2 separate regions of the Zea mays genome follow, and region 1 is linked to region 2. Evidence: chromatin contacts called from public Hi-C data. All regions are on one chromosome and are shown on one strand. Each heading gives the region's core, a stretch centred on a gene start, on an enhancer-like site or on the middle of the called end of the contact. The rest is flanking DNA. Distances are from core to core; before and after follow the strand shown. Region 1 holds the start of LOC100193515. Region 2 holds the start of LOC103626130 (glutamyl-tRNA reductase, chloroplastic).

Region 1 (7,552 bases), core at 3,432-5,931, 550 kb after region 2:
AGGACATAGGGCATGAAAGCAACAAAGTGACCACGGTGTCAACGGCGACCGAGCAGCCACAAACACTCGCTCTGGTGAGAAGGCGACGTGGCAAGGTGATGACAGATGACAGAGACGAGACACAGCCCATAGACGACCATCGTCGGCGTGGAGGAAGTACACGGTAGAGAAACAAAACAGGGAATCAAAGAAAGTTGCGACATCAAGCTCATCACTATGTTAGTGCCATGTTAACACCACGATCGTGGCCACACATCTCGACGTTGTTTACTAGTTTGAATACTAATAGAGATTCATTTAGCTGGAACTTAACTGCTAATGGGTTTACTATACAATTCTTGTACCAGGCAATTCTCAACAATGGTGTGGGAGTTTCTAACAGGGATCTTTGGAAGCTTAAGATACCTTTAAAAATAAAAGTTTTTATGTAGTGTCTCAAAAGAGGTGTTACTTTAACAAAGGACAATTTTTGTAGCAGATTGGAGACAATAGAACACCTGTTTTTCAGTGTGCTTATGTGACTTTTATTTGGCGTTTGGTACAAATAAGCATATGGATGAGACCTCCTCAAGATACTAATGATATGTTTGGAGACTAGGCGAGGGTTCTACTAGTTAAATCATGTCATTTATTACTAACTGCAGCATCTGCAATTTGTTAAGTGATTTGGTTAAGTAGGAATGATGTGGTTTTCAATAAATCTTCACCTAAATCATGTGTGTAGGTAACCTTTAGAGCAACTTACTGGTGTCGCTTCTAGTCACAACTACAGCTTAATAGTGAGGATCAAAAGTTAATAAAGTTCTCTTGACATAATGTGGAGACGGTGTTGTTACAAATTTTTCGTAATTTCGGATAGAGATCTTGTTTGCGTTTAGCCTTGTAGCCATATAGTACCTTTGGTTACGTTACTGGTGTTCTTTGATGAGGTCGTGTGATGTGTTAAAGCAATATGCTGCCAGGAGTTGTAAACGGCCATAACCTCTTTTGATTTGAGGTCAAGGTCGAACTATATTTCTATTATCTAATATCTAAAAAATCTCAGTCACCGAGACATGTTAGCTTAGCTCGAGGCTAACCTACGGCACCGAACCCATGTTCTACAACAGAAATTAAAACACACAGACATCTAAGTAAATATTTTCAAAAAAAATACACAATTAAAAATTTTGGGCTCCGGTCGGCTAGATATCCACACAGTGAAAGAAATGTTATCCACGGATCTGATGTCCAGCGTATCGCTTTGAAACCAGGTGCTTTTCACAGTGCCTACTATGTGAAAATCCGGGGCAAACTCCATTGAAGGCCTAGTTTGAAAACCTCATTTTCATACTTATCATACACGATTTCCATTTTTCTATGAAAATTTAGTTTTTTTTCCTGAGAAAATAGGGTTCACAAACTAGGCCAAAATGGCAAAATATCACGTGAGCTTCATTTTCCATCCAATGAAGATGGCCTCTGCCTTTTACATTTCTTTGTACTATCAAACCAACAAAAATAAGTAGGGTTTACAACAAATTGAAGACCACATGTTACAACCGCCAATTCACGCCATTTTCCTCCCTCTTGCCTTTACAGGATTACATCTGCAACACATAGAAGACAAAAGTACTCAAAACATGTCATATGTCATGAGGAACACCAAAAGGTACAGACTGCACACTTCTTTAGCAGAAGAGTTGCCATTATATTCATAAAGAAGACAGATTGCACAATGAATAAGCACAAGTGACGTGCTGCATGTCATCTTTTATCCACTATGGGCTAGTTTGAATACACCCATTCCATAGTGATTGTAGAGAATTGAGGAGGAAATAAACTAATTTACCCCTCATTCCCCTCCAATCTCCAATCTCGATGGGGAATCATGGATCCAAACTATCCCTAATACAGCTATGGAAGGAACCGTACGCATAATTGCCTTGTGGTAACTGTGTGAGTGCTAGAAACAAGCCCCCAGTGCATGAACATACATCCGAACCACATAACTGTGAACACTGTCAATATGGACCATCTACTGTTCACCTGCCTGGGGCACTGCATCTGCTGATATCTAAAGTTGCAGCCTAGCATGTTTCATACTCGAGAATGATTCATACTCCTATATCAAAGGAAGGGATGGAAGGACAATGAGCAGGCACAACTCCACTGTTAATCAATAATTCCATTATTTGAAGGGTCTACTCTATTTGATAACAGCCTCAAATATCAGGTCCCGTGCAATTATAGTACATAAAACAAACCTTTTCGAGAAAAAAAAAATAGACACACGTATTCAACAAAGAGCAACCAAGAAATCACAAATTGTCAACCTTCCCAAAAAATCAAGGTAGATAGTTAGCATCAATACCTGCAACGAGCTTTGTCTCAACTCTCAAGTCTTGTGCTCTGAAAAGTCCACTAAAGAATAGACCAAAGCACTCGTTCAGAAGAAAAAACAGACCAAAGCACCCCACTTGCTTTAATGGGCTCCATAACCATGCAGAAGAAGAGTGTCTGCTATCACATTCCTTGCTTCGGAACATAATGTTTCTGCATCATTGCCTTGAATAGGTCGGTGAATAATCACCTTTACCGAACCTGAATTGAGAATTCCTTCCATTCCAGAAGGCATCAATTTCCCAGTTCCGATAAGAGTAATAGCTATCACAGGAGCTCCTGTCTTTGCGGCGACACTGAATGCGCCACGCTGAGAAAAATTATGACAGCATGTCACTGCTCCATGAAAAAGTTAAAACCGTAATGAAAGGAGAAACAGGATATAGTTTGGCAAAACCTAACCTTAAATACACCTAACTTGCCATCTCTACTTCGAGTACCCTCCGGAAAGAAAAATACAGAAGCTCCTTTTCCTACCAAGTCCACACACCGTTTGAGACAATCCTGCATTTCCAAAACCAATGTTATGCAGAACATGGAATGCAAATTGAAATATAGTGTCTATTTGGACAATAGAATTACATACATTTGGTTATTTAGTTTTCAGTTACAAAGCAAAACTGCCTTATATGTGCCTCTAAATAATATAAACAATCCAAAAAAATATAGTTTCATCACAAATTTATCTGAACTATAATCTAAATAGGGATCCATTTATTCATACCAACTGGCTCCTGCTGTCCATACGCCGCAGAGGAATCACACCCAAGAGATACATTGCCCACCCTATAATAGGGAACATAAAGATGCTGGTCTTGCTTATAAATTTGAAGCACCTCCCTAGAGTTAGAAGGGTATAAATATCCAAGAAGCTCTGATGGTTAGCAACATAGACACCAGGACAGCTATTTGGAGGCAGATTCTCCATTCCTTCGACCTCAAGATTGTAGAACATGGAGATTGTCACCGTAGCCCAAATCTTTGCGATGTAGTGCTGTGCTCTCCTACGGTACCGGTCAAATAGCAACACAAGTGGATGAACCACAACCATAGCTACAAACAAAAAGATTGCTGCAACTGCAGTCACCAAATAGAAGCAAACCCCTCTGACTCTTGAAGCCAATTGCTGACCTGTTAAAACAATTTCAAGTTAGCACAAGGAGATCCAATTCTACAGTTTGATACATTGTGGTGTTCTTTGTAGACGATTCAATCCACACAAGCTATTTGTCACCTTGTTGTACATGTGCACATGCTTTCTAATAAACATGAGACACAGCTAGCACCTGCATCTATTGATTCTTCTACGCGCCTGAAACAGTGAAACACAATGGTGCAGCACGGCTATACCATGCTATTTGCTATAAGATGTCTAAAAGGATACACACTGCCAGATGTGTCCCAATTTCAGTTAGATAGGAGGGCCGGTTGTGATCATAGTTGATAGTATTATAATGATAGGAACCAAACGACTCTTTGTTTGCAATTTGAATCTACCGTGATCGTTTAAACCACGGAGCATTAGCAACAGTGATTTAGGGGGGTGTTTGTTTGCGATTACAATCTGCACAGATTGTATAATCCAGATTTCAGCACCCCATAATTTAGGGCATTTAACCTTTTGCGATTATGAAAGGGATCCCTCTCACATTCACTTTATCATAGTGGCAGATTATTTACCTGACATCTCACGGCCATCTTCAAATGAAACGGTTAAAACATTTTAACATACTCAGCAAGGTGGATACCTGGGAGCGCCCGCGTCGAATCCCCAGCTGCCGCGGCGGCTGCGCCACCGGCGACGACATCCGACCGCACAACCATACCTCTCCGGCGGCGCCATCTCGTCGCCAGAACCTGCGTACTCGGGGACCGGAACACCGCCACCGACACCGACACCCGATGCCGCAAGCTCCTCGCGCCACCGCCAACGACAGCCACTACGGACCAACCAAAATAAATCATAAGATAAGATCAGCGCCGTGGCGTGGCTTCCCCCCGGAGAGACAGGCCGGCAGAGAGGCGAGTCGGCGATACCGTGGGCGGATGAGGAGGAGGGGGAAGCGATGGGGAGAGGCGACGCGGCGGGCCCCGGCCGGATGAGCGTCCCCATGGTCGGCCCGCGAAACCAGCCCGTGATCTCGTTCGCGATGGAGTATGGCCGGCGACGCGGACGCGGTGGGGGAGGTGGCGCGCACGTGGCGAACGTGGGATTGGGGTCGGGGTGATGGCTTTCGCTTGAGTTTGAGAGACGAGTGAGGAATGGATAAAATCGTGGCGCGGCGGTCGGTGACGGTGGGTGGCTGGGTGCTTGTGCAGTTGTGCTTGTGTGCGATGGCGAGGCGATCGACCGGCGGTGGGGCCTACCCGGCCGGCAGAACGTGGGTCCAGATGCGCTAAAATCCTTCGAGGTTTTCAAAGTTCCTTGTGTGCGGTTTGGAACTTACCTGGAAGGCCAATGTTTGTAAATTTGTTCACCTGAAACTCCGAAGCTGCCGTAGTGCATGCCAACTAGTACTACCACTTTCAGCAGTGACCTTTTAAGCTCAAGCAACAGAAGACCTGGGTTCTAATTCCCTCAGAACAGTACATAGCAACGAAAGAATTGTGTACACCAGGTTACACCGTTTGCATACAACATGGTCATTTTCTGCAACCGGAAGATGCTTCCAACTAATAGGTTCTTTATACGGAAAAAGAGACATAGTTAAATTACACTACTATTATGTGATATACACTCTTAATTTGTCAGATTGAGGCATGTGTGGTCACTGATTCCATGTGACACGAAAATACAACATGTAAAACAGAGACGAAGAACTGAAGCACCACAACTACATTCCCTATAGCCTACACTGTTATTGTTCCACTCATAATATGGACTACATGATTTCCGGGGGGGAGTGTGTGGAGAAGAAACTAAAGGAGATGCACATGACAGGATCAGAACAGCAGGAGGGGCAAAAGAAAGAATAGAAACACTGTTAGCTCCCAAGCCAGCCTCTGGCATCAATCAATTCGTTGCGCCCTGGCCAGGTGAGGAGCAACACCTGTGTGTGGCTTCGGCTGCACTGCAGAGAGGTCGGTTAATCTGTACAGGGCGCCCTCTTCCAACTTCTATGACTGCCTGCATCTTTCAATGACTTCGGTGACAGCTGAATGTGTTTCCCTTGTCATCATGTTGAGCTGCAGGTGAAATGACTGCAGGAGAACGAGACGGCTGGGTAAATTATGAGCGAAAAAAAAACTAGCTCAAGCCTGTCGCAGAAAGAGAAATCGCGAAAAAAAACAACCAAGAAAATTTTGAAGCTAGAGCAGTCTTGTGATATCTAGTAAACATGCCAGAAAATGAATAATAAATGGATATAAGCTACACAAAGAATAGGGAGAGAGCATCTATGGACATGACAAATTACTGGTTCCCAAAAAGTGGCAGTCCATGTATCTATCCACCGTTGCTTCAGACAGAACGTCTAGAAATTTTGGGGACATACCACAAACTTCTCTAGCACTGGTACAAGAACTTTTAAGTTGTTGTCCGGAAGGCAGCTGGAAATGGCTCCTCGAACCTTCATACTGTGGCAGCAAACATACAGCTCAGAAGCTAACCCGCAGTGGGCCTCAACCTAAAATTATAACAAATTAAGTAAACATTATGAAATAAGGCAGTATGGACCTTTCCGTTGAAAGAAAGGCGAGCACAAGTGCTGCGTAGGCCTCCACGATCATCATTTCGGCTTCGCGTTCTCCTTGCAACAAAGATTCTTCGTCATCCTGAAAATTAGGAAGACATCAAATAAATGGCTCGCGAGGGACATAGGATATGCAGAACACAGCTATATGTTTCTAGGTAGCATGTAGAAATATGACATGTAGATGAAGGCACATTGCTGATTTAATTCCAAATTCCAACAAACATTTTGCCAATCTCTAGTGTCTATAAATAAACATATGTATATTTATATTCCTGGTAATACATCTACATAACCACCAGCTGATACTCTGATTATATTGGCAGATTTATAACAGGATACAAAATAGCAGGGAGATATGATGGTGGTTAAATTGAAGAAATTGCAACTTGTATGAGAAGGGACACATAAAGCAAGGGAAAGTGAAACGACACAACACACTGCCTCATAATAAATGACGGAAAGATGAAGAATTTTTTATAAATATGGAAAGTGAAATATGTCGGATTTATAGAAAGATGGAAACCGATGCTTTTTCCGCACCCTGGTACTGTTTGAAATAGAAAGACAGAGATATTAAATGCATGGTTCATATAAAAAAGAACACTGCTGGATTTGTATTCTAGTGCACACCTGAATTTCTGTTTTCACATGATTGTTTTTTAAATGAGACCTGTACGACAAAGTACATCTATGGTTCATGCTTGCATTATGGATGAGCCAAGTTCTAAGTATGAGTTTTGAGTATATTTCCATGTTTCCACCGAAGATGTGGTTTAGGCTACATATTTTTCCCTATATATATGCCAAGATAGGGCAGCCCATCATTGTTAACATTACACCATGCCCATCAGTTAGAATTGCCATCCGCCAGGTGTGGAAATTTCTATTTTGAAGCAAGTGGGAAGGTGACCATTACCTCGCTTTGTTATGTTGTAAAATATGAAAACATGAGGATTAGATAGAATTACCGGTGATATAGCTTCAGCAGTTTCCCCAGTACTTTGACTCGCTAAGAATATTGAACAGAGAAGGGGTATGACATCCCTCTGTACCTCTTCAGTATCTGGACTTTGAGATAGATTGACAGAAACACGGGCATTCGCAAGTCGTACCCTGTAGCCAGCCAGCCAGGTAGTCAGAATTACAGGCATTGACTAGAGGATGTATAGCAACTTTACAGATCTATGAAAATTTACACGAATGGAGCAAAATGGAGGGAAGGAAAAGGATTCCTACCTATTAAGGTTATCCTTCTCCACAAGGTTGACAAGCAATCCCAATATGGCGACCAGAAAATCAAGTTCATAGGCTCGCAATTGCTTAGTTTTGATTTGGAGTGACTTGCTGTTCTGGGAAGACGACAGATCACCAGAGGATACTCTTTCTTTCATTTGATTGTTACTGTCCATGGAGAAATCAAATGAGGGAAAATGTTTAATGATCAAGGAGGCCATTGTATTAATTCCACCACATGA
Region 2 (7,536 bases), core at 1,384-3,883:
TGAATCAATCTCTCTCAGTCCACAGCCCCGCCCTTCTTTTACTTTTACATGTTGAATTCTGTATTTATAATGTTTATCAATTGACCCCTGTGCAGAATGTTCTATGGACCTGGTGGACCATACGCCCTATTCGCCGGCAAAGACGCCAGCAGAGCCCTAGCGAAGATGTCCTTCGAGCCACAGGATCTGACCGGCGACATCACTGGCCTAGGCCCGTTTGAGCTCGATGCCCTGCAGGACTGGGAATACAAGTTCATGAGCAAGTACGTGAAGGTGGGTACTGTCACGAAGAACGTCACCGTTGAAGACCGCAGCAGCGCCGCAAGCACAGCCCCTGGAACCAGTGAGGCCGCCACCGAGGCCGAGAAGGCGCCGACTACGACGACGACCGAAGAGAAGCCGAGGGAAGTGCCAGCGGAGGCTGTGAAGGAGAAGGAAGCCGCCGCTGCCGCCGCCGCGGCTGGTGAAGGTGCCCAGGAAAACTAGAGCATTTTTCAGTATGCAGCAATAATTCGACATGGTCCCATTCGGTTCGTGTCGGGGCCCTCTCGTATATCGTATCAGCAGCGTGGCCTGTGTAATTGGATATACGTCATCTGTACGAGCGCCATGGCCCTTGAGGAGCTGGTGCTTTGTGTTGTTATTAGTCGTCCGTTGCAGATTTTAAAGACATCGGGTTCAGGTTGGGCGCCCCTGGCCCTGTTTGGTCGGAAAACAGGCGCTCTTTCAAAATGAGTTATTTCTTTGTACCGTATGATCAGTCCACGTCGGAAATTACTCAGTTTATCATCTCACCCATTTGGACTTCCGTTAGGAGTGGTTTGAAGAATTAGTGGGGATTAAATTCAAAATTAAATAGAAAGATATTTAATCTTCTCTGATCCTTATGTCAGGGACATGGCCTTGGTGGGAATGCAATCATAGGGGTGGTTGGGTACTCCTATAGGAGGTCAATGACCGCAGAAAGCTTTATTAGAGCACCTCCAACAGCTCCCCAATCAGTACCTTTAAAACCTTGATTTGAAAGAATAGCAGGAAAAAAAAAAGTATCTCTAACAGCTCTGAATGTGTGCTCCCAATCAGAGCTACAACGGCCCAAGAGTGCGATTATCAGCGAGGAGAACTGCTACGCTGCCGCCAGTTTGCCGCACTTCGGTACTTCGCGTTCAACCTTGGGTCTGGAGTAGCAGGACAGCAGGTTGCCGATGAGCGGAAGCGGCCGCGGGCCCGGCGGCCGACGCCCGGAGGAGCCCAGCGGCGGTGCCGGGTTGGTCAGGTAGCAGAGGGTCGAGAAGACGAGCATCGTCACCCATAGGCACCAGAGCTCGGGCGTCGCCATCTCTTGATCTTTCGCTCGTCTCGTGCTCGCATTTGCAACGCTTGGAATACGTGTTGCTGCATGGAAATCGTGGCTGACCTCGTTGGCCAACCCAAGGCAACCCCCCCCCAGATGCTTGGCTTGGCTGGTGACCGAAATAGAAACATATATATTGCTCTGCTACTTCACTCCAGTCAACAACAAACAAAGGAGCAGAATCACGGGAATAGGACCTAGGCGGACTGTTTTTCGAACAAAATAAGGAGCTATTGGAGTTTTAGTATGTTTTTTTTTGGGGTTTCTATAGTTTTTGGAAGAACCCGATATAGCAATACTGGAAGAATAAATATTGAGAGCTAGATGGTCTTAAATAGTCCTTAGTACTATTTGTTTGTAGAACTGTATCTTCTAACTTTAAGATGCAAACATGCGGATTTTCCAAAAACCCGTTTAGCTGACTGAAGTTTGACATTTATAATTTTAAATTCTAAATCGAAATACACAAAAACCGGACCGATTTTGTACCAGTTCTTTTATATCGGTTAGTACCAGAAACGGTAAATTTTATCGAAAACCACCGCACGCACATACGGCCAATGTCACGGGAAAGAAGCCCGTGCGACAGGCAGGCGGGCCCCGGTGGGCAGGAGAGTCCGAGAGTGTGGCCACCACGCCGACACGCTTCGCCGCTATCATCAGGCGCGGGCGGGAGGCGGGCCATGCGAACTCGTGTGCCCACCTCGCATGTCGCATCACAGGCCATACAAAAGACGAGAGAGATAGGAGCGGCAGCCACCCCCCAAACTTGAGGCCACCACACTCCCTTCCTCCTGTAGTACAAAGAGCAATCCATATTAGCCCTTCATATTTTATTTTACCATTTACCGTTGTATCAAAATTCACGGTAAGCTTTCATTAAGATACGATACGATCTTTATATATCTAATCACAGGAAAAATGTAATAATTGTGTTTGCAAAATAAATATACTATGGTTTAAACACAACCAGGTGTCTCACAAGAGTTCTGTATAGAACTAATTCATCAGGATAAGTTTCTAAAAAAACCTAGTTTGGCAGAAAAGAAGAAGTCCAAGGCGATATTCTCTCCATTGGCTCTATGACGAAGGCCCATACGTAGTATTTTTTTTTTTGGTAGCATAGAAAATTCCGGGCCGACCCGAAGATCTAGTTTAGTAGTTCCAACTTCCAACGCACCAACACCACGTGAGGGCCCCACAGGCCATGCGGCTCCGGCTAGGCGGCTACCCAACAACCCCTCCCATAACCTTTGGCTCCCAAGCTGAGCAGCACAGCTTTCTTCCTTCTCCCGCATCCAACTCGTTCGTTTTATTACCTCGAGCCAACGCGGCGGGACCGAAACCAATTCCACATCTCCTCCCCCTCCCTCCCTCCCACCGAGGACTCTTTCCCAAGACCTGCCCCGAGTCCTAGTTCGGGAGAGAGGTCGAGGGAGGCAGCCCATAAATTCCTTGCCCGCGAAAATCTCTCCTCGCCTCTCTCTCTATATATTTCCGCTTATCTGCCCGCGCAAATTTCTTGCCGCATTGGTTTGGTTTTCCGGCTCGGCAAAGGAGACGGCTTTTCTGTCTCCCGTGACCTACATGATGGCGAGCACGGCTCCAGCGGCCTCCACCGCCGTGGCATTCGGGGCAGCCGCCACGCCGCGGGGACCGGCGTCGGCGTCGGCGGCGCTCTGCGCGAGGGTGCCTGCCGCTGCCGGCGGCATGCGTCGCTCCGGGGTGGCCGTGCGGTGCGACGCCGGCGCCGACGCCCAGGTGCGGGCGGTGGCCAAGGCGGCCAGCGTCGCCGCGCTCGAGCAGTTCAAGATCTCCGCTGACCGTGAGTGCCTTGCCCCTCGCCTGTGTGACTGTGTCATCGAATCCGCCGCCGCTCTTGCTCTTTCCAGTAATAATTCCCGGATTGTGCGCTGGATCGGTTGCGTCGCTTCGAGGCTGTTGCTGCAGTTGGGATTGGTTTTGGTCTGGTACAGGTCAAAAGATCTCGGTGGTTTGGGGAAGGAAGGAAAAAGGAGTAGTAGGTGTGAACTTTGCATTGTCCCGTTGCAACTTTGCCTTGACCAAGCATAATTTGAATATGTGGAGTAGGAGACCGGATCGCATGGCGTCGAAGAGAAATTAGCTTGTGCCATTTTGCAAGGGGTCGTGGGGATGATGAAACTTCTGGGCATCCCGATTCGAACTTCGATTGCTTTTTTTTTAACCTAGTCAGACTGACAACAGGGAAACGGAAAGTAACATTCGGGGGTTTTGTTCAAGCAGTTAACTGATTGTGGAGCTATATGCTTCACAGGTTCGTGGAGCTTCTGTTTGTGTACATATAAAAAACTTAATGACTATCGTATCTATATCCACCAAAACTTCATGTTGTAAGAACCTAGGAGTAAATGATAGACTATGCATATTTAACTGTACACTCCTATAAGGAGGAGAAATCTATATTTAATAACGATGCCAAATAATTAATATTCATATGCTTTTGCGATCAGCTATTGGGCATCCATTTTGTGCAGAAATGTTTTGGGGGTTCTCTTGTTTTGGTCATATTCATCTAGTGCGAGCATGTTATTTTCACCCTCTAGAATTTGCTTGGATAAACATCTTCACAAATAAATTAAGAAAGCTTTACATTGATGTGCAACTAGATCCAAATTATCAATTTCATAAACAAATTGCTCTGCTCTGTGCAGTCTTTGACAATGTTTTAACTTTATATCCACGACCAGGGTACATGAAGGAAAGGAGTAGCATAGCTGTGATAGGCCTCAGTGTGCACACAGCACCAGTGGAGATGCGCGAAAAACTTGCGGTTGCAGAGGAACTATGGCCCCGTGCTATTCAGGAACTTACTAGTCTGAACCATATTGAAGAGGCTGCTGTGCTTAGCACCTGTAACAGAATGGAAATTTATGTGGTGGCCCTATCATGGAACCGAGGTATCAGGGAAGTCGTGGACTGGATGTCGAAGGTGAGAACCAATCGATCAACTCTATTTGTTCAGTCTGTTGTCTTTTTGCCGCAGTTTCAGATTAGGAAATATTGCCTAAGGGCCTGCTCGTTTTGCTCTCATTTCATGTTGATTGGTTGGGATTGAGTGGGTTTAATTCCCAAACAAGTTAAAATCTTTTATATTTTTTTTCCCAATCTCATCCAATCCACGTGGGATAGGAATAACCGAACAAGGCCTAATGTGTGTGTGTTTTGTGATTTTGCAGAAAAGTGGTATTCCTGCTTCTGAGCTTAGGGAACACCTATTCATGCTGCGTGACAGTGATGCTACACGCCATCTGTTTGAGGTATCGGCTGGGTTGGACTCTCTGGTTCTCGGTGAAGGACAAATCCTTGCTCAAGTTAAACAAGTTGTGAGGAGTGGGCAAAACAGTGGAGGCCTGGGAAAGAACATTGATAGAATGTTCAAGGATGCAATCACAGCGGGAAAGCGTGTGCGCTCCGAGACTAACATATCATCTGGTGCCGTTTCTGTCAGTTCAGCGGCAGTTGAATTGGCCCTGATGAAGCTTCGAAAATCTGAAGCGCTGTCAGCTAGGATGCTTTTGATTGGTGCCGGCAAAATGGGAAAACTAGTGATCAAACACCTGATTGCCAAAGGATGCAAAAAGGTGGTTGTGGTCAACCGTTCAGCACAAAGGGTGGATGCCATCCGCGAGGAGATTAAAGCTATCGAGATTGTGTACAGGCCTCTCTCGGAGATGTATGAAGCTGCTGCTGAAGCTGACGTCGTGTTCACGAGCACCGCATCTGAAACCCCATTGTTCACAAAAGAGCACGCAGATGCACTTCCCACTGTTTCTGATGCCATGGGCGGTGTCCGGCTCTTTGTCGACATATCTGTCCCAAGGAATGTCAGCGCGTGTGTCTCTGAAATTGGCTCCGCGCGAGTGTACAATGTTGATGACCTGAAAGAGGTGGTGGAAGCCAACAAGGAAGACCGTCTCAGGAAGGCAATGGAGGCGCAGACAATCATCACCGAAGAGCTGAAACGGTTTGAGGCATGGCGGGACTCGCTGGAGACCGTTCCAACCATCAAGAAGCTGAGGTCATATGCCGACAGGATCCGAGCCTCAGAGCTCGAGAAGTGCCTACAGAAGATCGGGGATGACGTTCTCACCAAGAAGATGAGGAGAGCCATCGAGGAGCTAAGCACCGGCATCGTGAACAAGCTCCTCCACGGCCCGCTGCAGCACCTGAGGTGCGACGGTAGTAACAGCCGCACCCTTGATGAGACGCTCGAGAACATGCATGCTCTCAACCGGATGTTCAGCCTCGACACGGAGAAGGCGATCATCGAGCAGAAGATCAAGGCCAAGGTGGAGAAGACCCAAAATTGAGGCCTGGAGTCAATTTTTCTACCCGTGTATACTTCACCCTCCAACCTGATTCCATTTTTTTTATCCTCTCACTTACTGAGCTCCTCCCCGTCTTGCCGAGACATCAAACGTGTCGTGAATTAGCGCCATGGCAGCAGCTCAATCTGTCGAGAGAGTGGCAAATTCTCTCTACTCGAGCTGCTTTTCTTTGTACATTTTTGCTCGAGCTGCTGTGGAGCAAGAGCCCCATTCTTAAGTTATATACTTTATTCGGACGAAATAAACAGGAATATAGCAATGTGTCAGCTGATGCCGTTTTCCCTTTGGCATCACACTTGTAAGGTTTACTGATACCGTATACCTTTTAATGCGTTAACATTTCCAAAGAGTTTAACCTTGCTTCTGTAGGGGCCAGATTGGTCTGTCTCATATGTACATAATTTCGTCTGTTTATTTAATGATATATCGACAAATAAGACTGACACCCTAGATTAAGGATGACGTGGAACACAATTACTAGCTCTGTTGTCCATGGGATGAAAATCACACAAATTGGCAAATACTTCCTATATGTCTCTTGTGCTAAAGAAGAATCGATAACTAAGCCCTTCTATGATAGAAACTAAAGGCTAAGGTTCAGACACCAATGAATCTACTGAACAGGAGGTGTTGAAGAGGAAGCTTTAAGCTTACATGTGGAATACAGGTCCAACTTGTAGGTCCAGGCTATATGGAAAGCTACTCTTGGTTTGTTCATAACTAATCCCAGTCTCAAATAGATATCCGATTGCTGGACATCCAACAGTTACTATTGGATTTTCTAAGGTTCAGACACCAATGAATCTACTGAACAGGAGGTGTTGAAGAGGAAGCTTTAAGCTTACATGTGGAATACAGGTCCAACTTGTAGGTCCAGGCTATATGGAAAGCTACTCTTGGTTTGTTCATAACTAATCCCAGTCTCAAATAGATATCCGATTGCTGGACATCCAACAGTTACTATTGGATTTTCTTACCAAGTAGAGAACTGAAACACCGTAGTTTTCATTTTAAAAAAAACAACTATGGCATAGAAGAACATCAGGAGCTGTTTCATTTTTAAAATCAGAAGAGCTGACCAACACAAAAAATACTTTCCGTTGCCGGGACTCGAACCCGGGTCTTTCGGGTGAGAGCCGAATATCCTAACCAGCTAGACTACAACGGATCGTGTTATTTTGCATTAAATTTAGATTTATAACTTGTATCCATTGTATCCTAAGGGGGTGTTTGGGAGTGAAGTTTTTTCACAGTTTTGGAAGAATACTGCAGTATTCTCAAATACTGCAGTATTATTTACAGAATGGTGTTTGGCAAGCTGGCTAAAATCTCTGTTTTCAAAACTGAAGTATTGCAAATACTATAGTTGTTTTAAGGTATTCTAAACTTAGGTCTGGACCTCAGTTTTTAAAATTGTGGTATTGTAAACTGCGGTATTGTCATGACTAAAGTATACTGTAGTATTTCAAAAACTGTGGTTTTGAAAAACTTTGTTCCCAAACATGGCCTAATTTGTGAAGAGACGTATGCTTCTACTCGTTCGTTTCTGAGCCTCTGAAGAAAAAGGCAGTGGCTATTGACGGACCCAGCACTGATGGCCATCATCGTACTCTGTCTGACCTTTGGTTGAGCCAAACTATTGAAGTACTAGGTGAGTGATCGTGTGTTACAACGGAACCGTATAATAACACGATAACAATATATATTATAGATAGTTATATGCCCGTGCGTTGCTACAGAGCTAACATGTTATATTAAGATATATTGAGATACAGACGGGCTAATTGTCATTCTATGCTCTTGTTTGCATCT

The links. Hi-C and Micro-C count contacts between places; a contact is called where the count stands out from the background.
Region 1: a contact with region 2 is called in a Hi-C map of ear, with 1.9 times the contacts expected there. The contact joins the promoter of LOC100193515 here to the promoter of LOC103626130 in region 2. A contact is called at or near these places in 2 of 25 Hi-C or Micro-C datasets (ear and endosperm).

Annotation. Positions count from the first base shown.
Region 1 is chr5:25,636,717-25,644,268 of Zm-B73-REFERENCE-NAM-5.0, forward strand. LOC100193515 reads right to left here and starts at 4,682. Exons shown (of 6, transcript NM_001367031.1): 1 at 4,420-4,682; 2 at 4,131-4,322; 3 at 3,107-3,513; 4 at 2,785-2,886; 5 at 2,354-2,692; 6 at 1,315-1,589. The coding sequence starts at 4,495. The coding sequence ends at 2,465. LOC100191427 reads right to left here. Exons shown (of 14, transcript NM_001365488.1): 10 at 7,314-7,552; 11 at 7,046-7,190; 12 at 6,059-6,156; 13 at 5,877-5,958; 14 at 5,048-5,583. The coding sequence ends at 5,500.
Region 2 is chr5:25,089,074-25,096,609 of Zm-B73-REFERENCE-NAM-5.0, forward strand. It overlaps LOC103626130 (glutamyl-tRNA reductase, chloroplastic), which reads left to right and starts at 2,634. Exons shown (of 3, transcript XM_008646517.4): 1 at 2,634-3,179; 2 at 4,084-4,325; 3 at 4,573-6,079. The coding sequence starts at 2,942. The coding sequence ends at 5,706. It overlaps LOC100282951 (membrane steroid-binding protein 1), which reads left to right. Exons shown (of 2, transcript NM_001155856.2): 2 at 96-794. The coding sequence ends at 486. TRNAE-CUC (transfer RNA glutamic acid (anticodon CUC)) reads right to left here and starts at 6,892; the gene lies at 6,820-6,892.